3 separate regions of the Mus musculus genome follow, and all the other regions are linked to region 3. Evidence: chromatin contacts called from public targeted proximity ligation data. All regions are on one chromosome and are shown on one strand. The core of a region is the stretch at or near the end of the contact, and the rest is flanking DNA. Distances in the headings are between cores, read along the strand shown.

Region 1 (3,059 bases), core at 53-2,552, 280 kb after region 3:
TCCAGAGCTCAGGGACCATGAGGGATTGGGGCAGAATTTTCAGCTTCTTGGGCCTTCCTACATATGAGGAGCTGGGCCACAGCAGGGGTAGAGGCTTCAAAGTCTTTGAAACATTGTAGCTCCCGACCACCATTTATATCAGTCCTTCCTGTTTAGAAGTTACAGAGCTAAACACTCTCAACGTTTCATCCCAATTCATCCTTGTAACATTCCTGGGATAGGATATTTCCTCCATTTTCCAAAGGAGGGGGGGGGGGCTCTAAACAAAAGGAACTTAGGGAAGGCCACAAAGCTAAAAGCAGATGGTCCCCACGGAGCCATGTCACACTTCAGCGACAGCACCAGCATTGCTTCCCCAAGACCAGCATAGATTTGTCTGACTCTTCCACTAGAGCAAAACCTGGCTAGGAGGGGCTTGATCTCCCTAACTCTGCTGAAGAGGTAGTACGTGGTCACTGATGGAAGAGAAGTGCCTCATTGGGGCTGGGGAACAAAATGGATTTGGGGTCTGAGATAAAGGAGAGGTGTGGACTGGAATGGTTCACGACTTGGTAGAAAGTGACCTGACATCCACTCCTACCTCCTTAAAAGTACTTCTCCTCAGGTGTAGTGGTGGATGCCTGTGGTCTCAGGAGCACCCAGAGAGGCTGAGACAAGAGGACCAACACTAATTTGAATACAGCCTAGAACTATATAATGAGCCCCTATCTCATAAAAAAAAAAAAATTCACAAAAGCGTTTTCCGGTCACTACTGGAAGCAAAATACTGTCGGGGGGTTGAGGAGATACACATCTTTTTCAAAACTGTTTTCTGAACTTTGAAATGGGGCGAAGACCCTGATACCCGGTAGGGCTGCGAGGAAGAAATAACAGATTATCTAAGACGCCTCAACACCTGCAAACCCTCACCCCAAGACGGGGTTGTTAAAACAAGAGTAGCTGGACTGGACATCGTCAGCCTGGAGTTGGGACCGTTAGTTTTTATCCAGACCGGGTGGTAGCTCGGAGAGGAGAGGACTCTGCAGAGGGGACCACAATCCCGCTCGCCGCTCGCCACTCCTCCGCCATAGGCGTGGGCCTGAATCAGGGCGGGCTCACCGTGCCGCTGCTGAAACGCACAGATACCCGCACGGGAACCAACCCGCCGAGAAAATGCCGTGCCGCTAGCATCGCGGGAGCCAGACGGGTCACCTCCGGCTGTCACCTTCACAACTCCGAACCGCGGGACCGGCGCGACAGAAACACACGGGGTGGGGAGCGCACAGGAAGTGCGTCACACATCCGCAGCCAGTGGCGTGTCCAGGGACCTCCGTTCCTTTGAGCTCTGTCCTCGGCCTCGCCCACTAAAGGTGCGCGGGCACAGAGACCGGAAATTTACTCTCGTGCTAGGCCTTCTGGGAGATGTAGTCCAGCTTGCCCAGACTCTCCTTTCTCGGAGACTCTTCCTTTTCCTAGTAAACCAGGCTCACGTGTCGCCCTCTGCTGGATCCCAAGTATTCCACTTCCTACAGACTTTGCGTCTAGTTGACACCAGCTATATATGCACGAATGGAAGCTGGTGAGAAAATTAGTTGGACTACAGCGGAATCGTCCTGATCTGGTGTAATTACGCTGAACTAGCCGAGCCCTGCTGAACTAAGCGCTCCCCCTGAGCATCCGTGTGCCTTGGAGAAGTACTCATTAACAAAAGAACCGGTGAGGTCCCTCACCTCCCACAAAGCTGCCCCAGAACCTTTGCATAGGACTTCTCAGGGCTGTGTGTCTGTAAACCTTTTAGAGCAATGCAGAGACCAGGGATGGTCAGTGAGTGTCACAGGCTCCCGCCGATGCTAAAAGGCTACTCCCTCCCCTTATCAGGGACCCCTTGGGGCTCTAGTTACACACTGCAGCCGGACTCCTGTCTTCAGAACCCAGCTCTAGAACAAAAACGTTTTGCTTGTTTTTCTTTTAAGATAAGTTTCATTTAGCTCTGGCAGGCCTGGAAATCACTATATGGCGTAGGCTGGCTTTCAACTTGCTGTGAGCCTTTGACTTCCTAATGCTAGATTCAAAAACCAGCCCCAGATATAAGAGTTTAAGAGTTTTCTTCCTTCCTTCCTTCCTTCCTTCCTTCCTTCCTTCCTTCCTTCCTTCTTTCTTTCCTTCCTTCCTTCTGCTTTGTCAGACAGAGTCTTACTATTCCCCTAATATGCTTTAAATTGAGCCTACAAGCTCACTTGGATGTCTATCTTGGTAATGGGAGACCTCAGCATGCTGGACTTCTGCAGAATAAAGCATTCTTTGTGTTTACATAGTATTTGAGTCCAGGGTATCAGGGGTCAGAAGGAGGGCAGCAGCATCATTAGACTACTTCATGCTTATTATGGGCGTCAGTTCCTTGGGGCAAGCCTGATCTTTACTGTCAGGATATCTAATTATTTCCTTTTCTTCTTTCTTCTCCTCTTCTTCTTCTTGTTTCTTCTTTGTGCACAACTACTTAATAACCTCTTGGTGTCCTAGCATTTATATACCCTCTAAAAACTCCACAGAATTCCAAATGTCACATCATCACAGAAACTATCTACAGCTGGAAAAATCATGTCCTTGCTAGAACACAAGGCAAATCATAGTCAGCTGCTGTGGACAGTCTGAAGCAGCTCTATATCCTCACACTTAGGATCAAAACAAAAACACATTCTGATAATATTTCTGTGGTTTTTTTTTCAAAGAAACCAAAACTCCAAAATTGTCACTACAATGTCTGACTTAGAAGTGTAGTATGTAAGAGACAGATGAATACCTGTTTGCTCAATACTGCCCACAGTGTGTGCTGGTCAGAAGGGTTTTTTGTTGGTTTGTTTTTTAACTTGCCATAAATTAGTCATTTGAAAAGGGGGACCTTTGACTAAGGGATTATTTTCATTAAGTTGCTGGTAGGCAAGTCTGTGGGAGCATTTTTTTTTTTGATTAAGGATTGATGTGGGAAGGCCAAGCCCACTGTGGGTTAAGTCATTCCTGAGCAGATGGTCCTGTATTGTATTAAAAAAAAAAAAAAAAACCTGAACAAGCCATGGGCAAGC
Region 2 (3,245 bases), core at 184-2,683, 330 kb after region 3:
AGCCAGAGTGACCGAAGTGATCTCCCTTTCCTGCCCACCACGCTTGGTCACTAGCCTGTGGCTCCTACATACCAGGATATGGCGATACTGCCGGGCAATGCGTCTGAATAGGTCTTCCAGTCCATCGTTCACCATGTCCACCAGTGCTGCCTCTTGTTGGTCTTTGCCATAGAGCCCTGGGTCAGCGGGCAGGCAGCAGGCTCAGGTTCTGTACTTGTCCCTACATGTCCACTCAGTCTCAGCCTGGGTCTACTCTCTAACCTTAATTGGAGGTCTTCCCTGCCTACCTCTGGGATGTCATTAGAAAAATGATACAAGTTGGAAACTCACAGCCCTGGCTGTACAGACAGCGACCGCCCAGCAGCACACCAGTAGCCTTCTGGAACCTGGGCCCTGCATGATCCTCTAGGGTGACCCAGGTGGGACATTGGTGGCTGCAGGTGAGGCAATTCAAAGCCCCAGGACATTTTGAGGAACATCTCAGGTGTCTCTCAGGGCTTGGCTTCTGGACTCACCGAAGGAGCGGCCCAGGTGCCGTAGGATAGTATTGGATTGGTACAGGGTGAGCTCTCCATCCTGGAACTTGGGGATCTGTCCAAACAACTGGGAGAAGATCCCTCTGTAAGGGGTGCTGAACCTGGCTGCCCCCAATCCTAGACACAGCACCCTAAGGCTGCGCCCCAACCGAATCCCCAAGGGGGAGAGGGAGACAATTACTCACACAGGAAGCCTTGAATGTGCCTTGCTCCCAAACATCCAAGGTCACCACCTCCTCCTTCCAGCTCTGGCCCTGGTCAGCTAGAAGCATGCGCATAACCTCACAGCGCCCTGTATGGGGGTGCAGGATGAGGACACAGCGAAGAGATCTACTCTCAGAGCATCCTGGGAGAGTTTGGGAGAGTGGAAAGCTGACAAGAGGACTACACTAGCTTGGGAGCCTCATAGGGAGGGGAGATATGTGGTGATAGAGGCCATGTCCTAACATTATCTTGGAATGCGAAGACCCAGCCCCACCATGGCACAGGGAAGGAAGGAAAAGTGACAGACAGTGCAGCTATCTACGGAGGCTAAGAGGGCAGTCCTGGCCCCACCAACCACAACTGTAGTCCTGCCCCAGGTCTCTGTCCCGGCCCGGCCCCAATACAGTCTTGGTCACGCCCTTCCTACACCACTGTTGGGGATTCCCAGGAATGACCCAGAAGACTATTGTTTGTGCCCTTCGTCTTGAAAGTGCTGAGGCCACACCTCGGGAAGGGAAATAGACGATGGTGTAAGGTGGCACTAGGAGAGATAGACAAAAAGCACGATGAAGGAGGACCTTGCCTGGGCTGCAGGGCCAAGGAGCGGTTAGTAGCAGGGGTGAGGTGGGGGTATAATTGCCCCCGCCCTTGCCTCCAGGTTTCTCCTTACTGTTGGGCGGATACAGTGTGGTGCAAGCTCAGCAGGAAGAGAGGAAGTGATCGGGGCCTTATATTGACAGGAAGACTCCACCTCCTCAGACATCCCACACTGCCCCAGAAACAGACCAAGTCCTGGTGTTCAGTGTACCAGCTTCCTGGCAGACGTGGTGGGGGAGGGCAGACTCACCTTTCTATCTGTGGTGCAATATGCTACTGGAGTTTTGCAAGAGGCACACATGGTCACATGATAAGCCTCCCACTTAACACGCCCAAACCACTCGGTTTCTTGTGTGCTCAGGGGTTTGGACAGTGCCTTATATGCAGGTAGGCCTCTACCAACAGTACATGGTATAATAATAAGTGCTCCTTGTAAAAATAAGGCAATGTAGAGGAGCCGTGGTTAATCCCAGCACTTGGGAGGAGGCAGAAGCAAGAGGATCTCTGAGTTCAGCCCAGTCCGTCTGGTCGACAGAGTTCCAGGACAGCCAGGGCTCCAAAGAGAAACCATGTTTATAAATGACAAAAAATAAATAATAACAATAACCATAATAATGGCAGTGTCACCTGGAGTGATGGCACACACCTTTAATTGCAGCACTCAAAGTACAAAGGAAGGTCGGGCGGCACGCCTTTAATCCCAGCACTTGGGAGGCAGAGGCAGGCAGATTTCTGAGTTCGAGGCCAGCCTGGTCTACAAAGTGAGTTCCAGGACAGCCAGGGCTATACAAAGAAACTCTGTCTCGAAAAAAAAAAAAAAAAGTACAAAGAGAGGCAGCCCTTTCGAATTCAAGGCCAGACTGGTCTACAACCAAGATCACCAAGCCAGCCAGAGCTATATAGCAACCAAGCCAGCCAGAGCTATATAGCAAGAGCCTGTCTTTTCAAGAAAAGAATAAAGGGATTTAAAAAAAATTTTTTTAAAGATTTATTTATTATTATAAATGAGTACACTGCAGCTGTATTTAGACACACCAGAAGATGGCATCAGATCTCACTATGGGTGGTTGTGAGCTACCATGTGGTTGCTGGGATTTGAACTCAGGACCTTTGGGAGAGCAGTCAGTGCTCTTACTCGCTGAGCCATCTCACCAGCCCTAAAATTTTTTTTAAATATTTATTTATTTATCACATGCAAGCACACTGCAGCTGTCCTCAGACACACCAGAAGAGGGCATCCAATCCCACCACAGATGGCCGTGAGCTACCATGCAGTCGCCGGGACCTGAACTCAAGACCTCCAAAACAGCAGCCAATGCTCCCAACCACTGAGCCATCCCTCCAGCCCCCCCTTTTTTTTTAAATAAAGGGATTTTAACTAATGAACTATCCCCTCCTCTCTTGGTGATGCTATAACAGAAAACTCTTAGCAAAGAGTTAAGCCTTACATGTACCAGTCCTCAAGGCTAGCACTGTTCCTTGTTTGTAGAGAAATTGAAACAAAGAATTGACGTGGCATGCCCAAGGTCACTCAGCTAGTAAACAGGATTTAAACTTGTTTGGTCTGGTTAGTTCCCTGGGAACCTCATGTCTGTCTGTCTGTCTTCTATCTATCATCTATGCATCTGTCTATCTATCTATCTATCTATCTATCTATCTATCTATCTATCTATCTATCTATCATCGACACTGTGCTTCTCTGTTCTCTGTGTAGCCCTGGTTGACCTGGAACTTGCTCTGTAGAGCAGGCCAGCTTCAAAACCATAGAATGCCACCTGTCTCTGTCTCCTGAGTGCTGGGATTTAAGGAGTGTGCCAGTACTGCCAGGCTGGGAACCTCACTTTTTAAATCCATTTTCCCCCTTTGATACCTTTTTGTTGAAGGGAACAGACTATGTCACTTCACAAT
Region 3 (2,946 bases), core at 4-2,503:
TAATGCATTGTAATTAGAGAATGGATATTTTTAAAATTTCTCCTAGTCCCATTTGGTAACTGAATTTTTCATATATATATATAACATTTTCTAGGGATGTTGGTTCAATCAAGCTATTTATGAATGGCAGCCACCTCTTCATCCACACTGGGCCTCTGACAGCTGTTTCATTTGTTAATGAGATGGGTATGTTACCTCTTCTGCTAAAATCATGGTTATTCATTTCTTATCCTAGTCTTTTCTTTTTTTTTTTTTTTTTTTTTTTTTTTTTTTACTTTATCTGCATTTATTTTATGCTACATTTAGTTTATTCCTGTGCCATGAGCTTTTGTTTCTTCAGTTTCTTCTGGGATATCTTTTCCTTCTGTGCAAGCTCCTCTTCTGGCTTTGGAACGATCTGTTCCTTCTCAGTGAGGATCGTCTCACTGTGGCAGGGGGAGCTCATGTGTGGGTTAATCCGACCATGAGCTCTGTAGGTTCGTCAGCACATCTTAGGTCCCTTGTTTACCTGGATGTGCTCAGTGACTAGAGAATCTACATCTAAACCCTTAAGTTCAGCATTTTTAAGCAAGTGCAGCAAAATTTCAGCACTCTTTTTTGGCCATTGTCCCTGTGTCCAGCCCCACTGTTTGACCTGGGCACACCTACCGACTCCACCATTATATTGCTGGAATGGCACACATTGCCTCTTTACAGTGATATCCTTCAGATACTTGGTGGCTTTGCGCATATGCATACTCTTGATGGTCTGGGCAGTTTCCCAGGTGATCTTAAAGTGAACAGGAAGGTTTGAACCTCTTGATTTGCATGATTTTGTGGGGTTTTCTGGGTCAAGAGAGTAGGGAACCATCTTCGCAGGTCACCTCTGGCTGCTTACAGGAAGAGCTCACCTAGTGTTTTCAATACTTGTATTTTTACTTCTTTTTACTATTTTTAATCGTATGTGTGCAGTTGTCTGAGTGTGGGGTGTAAATGCATGTGTGTCTGTGGAGGCCAGAAGTGTTTGATCCCTTGGAGCTGTGGTGACAGGCAGTTATGAGCCATCTGATGTGGGTGCTAGAAAGCAAACTTAGGTTCTCAGAAAGAGAAGTACATTTTCTTAACCACTGAGCCATATCCTCAGCATACACACACACACACACACACACACACACACTATCACACGTAGGGCAAGTGGGCTGTGCTACCAGATAGACACAAGAACTGGTAAGGTTGAGTGAGCTCAAACCCCAGGAATCTCAGAGACTTGAGGCCAGCCACAGTAGAGCAGCTTTCTACCCGTCTCTGTACCTGCTCCGGAACACATAACCACAACACCCAACTGAGAGGACCACAGACAGGCAGTCAAAGGAATGTAGCCTGGAGTCCTTCCCCATGCAAATAGAGCATCACTAACATCTCAAACTCAGCCAATAGAAAACATGTAACCCTACCTCAATCCCATCCCACTCCCCAAGGTTCATAAAGCCCCTGCCTACATGGAATAAAGCACACATGGCTGTAGTTCCTGAACTGTAACACTTGGGGACGAGTTCTCTCTCCTGAAGCCTTCCCTGCTGGATCTTGGACCTGCCTGGCTGGCCTGGCTCTCGATGCCTGCAGAGGCATATATTAGACCTGCCTCTGCAGCTATCAAGAGACCCAGGACCCAGGCTACCTGTCCAGCGCAGGAGACCCAAACCTCTTTAGTTCTCTTTCAAGAGCTGTAATACTTCTGGCATTCTTTGACTGGAGTCTTGTGGAGCCTATTCATCTCCAACTATGCATCACCTGCCTGGGTCTGGCTTACAGAAACACCACAGAGGGAAGCAAGCAGACAGCTGACCACACACACACACATACACACACACACACACAAGTTGGTTTCCATATGTTTATGTTTATTGGGACAACAACAGGGGCTGGGTCTCTTTCATCTGTGGGAGTATTCACAGGTTCTTCAGCCATTCCAGGTTTGGGCCCTGAGGGTCCTGGGGGTGGCTGGCCACATCAGGCATGTTCCTATTATCTCTCATAAGCACTGAGTAATTGTGGGGTGTGGCCGGTTCGCTTATGGTGGCCTACTTGGTTAGAAGCTAAGTTAGGGCATAATTATAGTGAGGTTCCCAGTGGTGACGGACGCCACAGCACTGGTTTCTCTGTGCAGACATTTCTGAGGACAGTGGAGAATCTCCCAGCTGCCATCTTGGTCTCTCAGCCCCTGCATTTTTGTTTGGTTGGTTGGTTTTGGTTTTTTGAGACAGGGTTTCTCTGTTTAGCCCTGGCTGTCCTGGAACTCACTTTGTAGACCAGGCTAGCCTAGAACTCAGAAATCCACCTGCCTCTGCCTCCCAAGCGCTGGGATTAAAGGCATGCGCCACCACTGCCCGGCAGCCCCTGTGTTTTTAAAGATAGGGTCTAACCATGTAACCCTGGCTGTCCTGGAACTCACAGAGATCTGTCTCTCTGACTTCTTCCTGAGTGCTGGAATGACAGAATGTGTGCCATACCCAGCTACACATATACAGCTATAACTGTGTATCATATCTTCTCAATAAATCAACCATTTTCATACCTGACTTAATATGCACTTGGTACAATATCAAAATAGCCATGGGAGATATTAGTGCTAGTATGGTTTGTTCTTTTTCCATTTCTTCTTTAATTAATTTGGGTTTTCATATTTAAAGTCTATTTCTATTTGTATATTTGTTTTTTGAGACAAGGGTTTTATTTGTTGGTTTGTTTGTTTGTTTTGTTTTATATAGCCCTGGCTGTCCCAGAACTCACTGTGTAGAGCAGGCTAGCTTCAAACTCAGAGAAACCCCTGTCTTTGCCTCCCAAGTGCTGGGATTAAAGGTGTGCACCACCACTGCCCTGCTTAAAGTTCACTTCTCACATAGTATACTGTTAGGTATTCTGAAAACATGTATTGACTTCTATTTTATGTGTATCAGTACTTTGCTC

What was found.
Region 1: a targeted proximity ligation map of memory CD8 T cells shows a contact between it and region 3, with 16 read pairs. A contact is called at or near these places in 10 of 39 promoter capture datasets (the 3T3-L1 cell line, the C10 cell line, the HPC-7 cell line and 6 more), 2 of 484 Hi-C or Micro-C datasets (the HL-1 cell line and embryonic stem cells), 12 of 130 datasets of targeted methods (the NIH/3T3 cell line, bone marrow-derived macrophages, embryonic stem cells and 5 more) and 2 of 9 other capture datasets (liver and pancreatic islet).
Region 2: a contact with region 3 is called in a targeted proximity ligation map of memory CD8 T cells, with 12 read pairs. A contact is called at or near these places in 1 of 484 Hi-C or Micro-C datasets (embryonic stem cells), 3 of 130 datasets of targeted methods (embryonic stem cells, memory CD8 T cells and pancreatic cancer cells) and 1 of 9 other capture datasets (pancreatic islet).

Annotation. Positions count from the first base shown.
Region 1 is chr19:4,011,453-4,014,511 of GRCm38.p6, forward strand. Ndufv1 (NADH:ubiquinone oxidoreductase core subunit V1) reads right to left here and starts at 1,303. Exons shown (of 10, transcript NM_133666.3): 1 at 1,099-1,303. The coding sequence starts at 1,170.
Region 2 is chr19:4,058,014-4,061,258 of GRCm38.p6, forward strand. Gstp3 (glutathione S-transferase pi 3) reads right to left here and starts at 1,434. Exons shown (of 7, transcript NM_144869.3): 1 at 1,411-1,434; 2 at 1,246-1,281; 3 at 722-828; 4 at 516-603; 5 at 73-176. The coding sequence starts at 1,411.
Region 3 is chr19:3,730,163-3,733,108 of GRCm38.p6, forward strand. The region is part of intron 1 of Gm36787 (a long non-coding RNA gene); the gene reads right to left. It also overlaps the pseudogene Gm2141. Among named protein-coding and RNA genes, the nearest start is that of Gm36787, 13 kb to the right of the region's middle.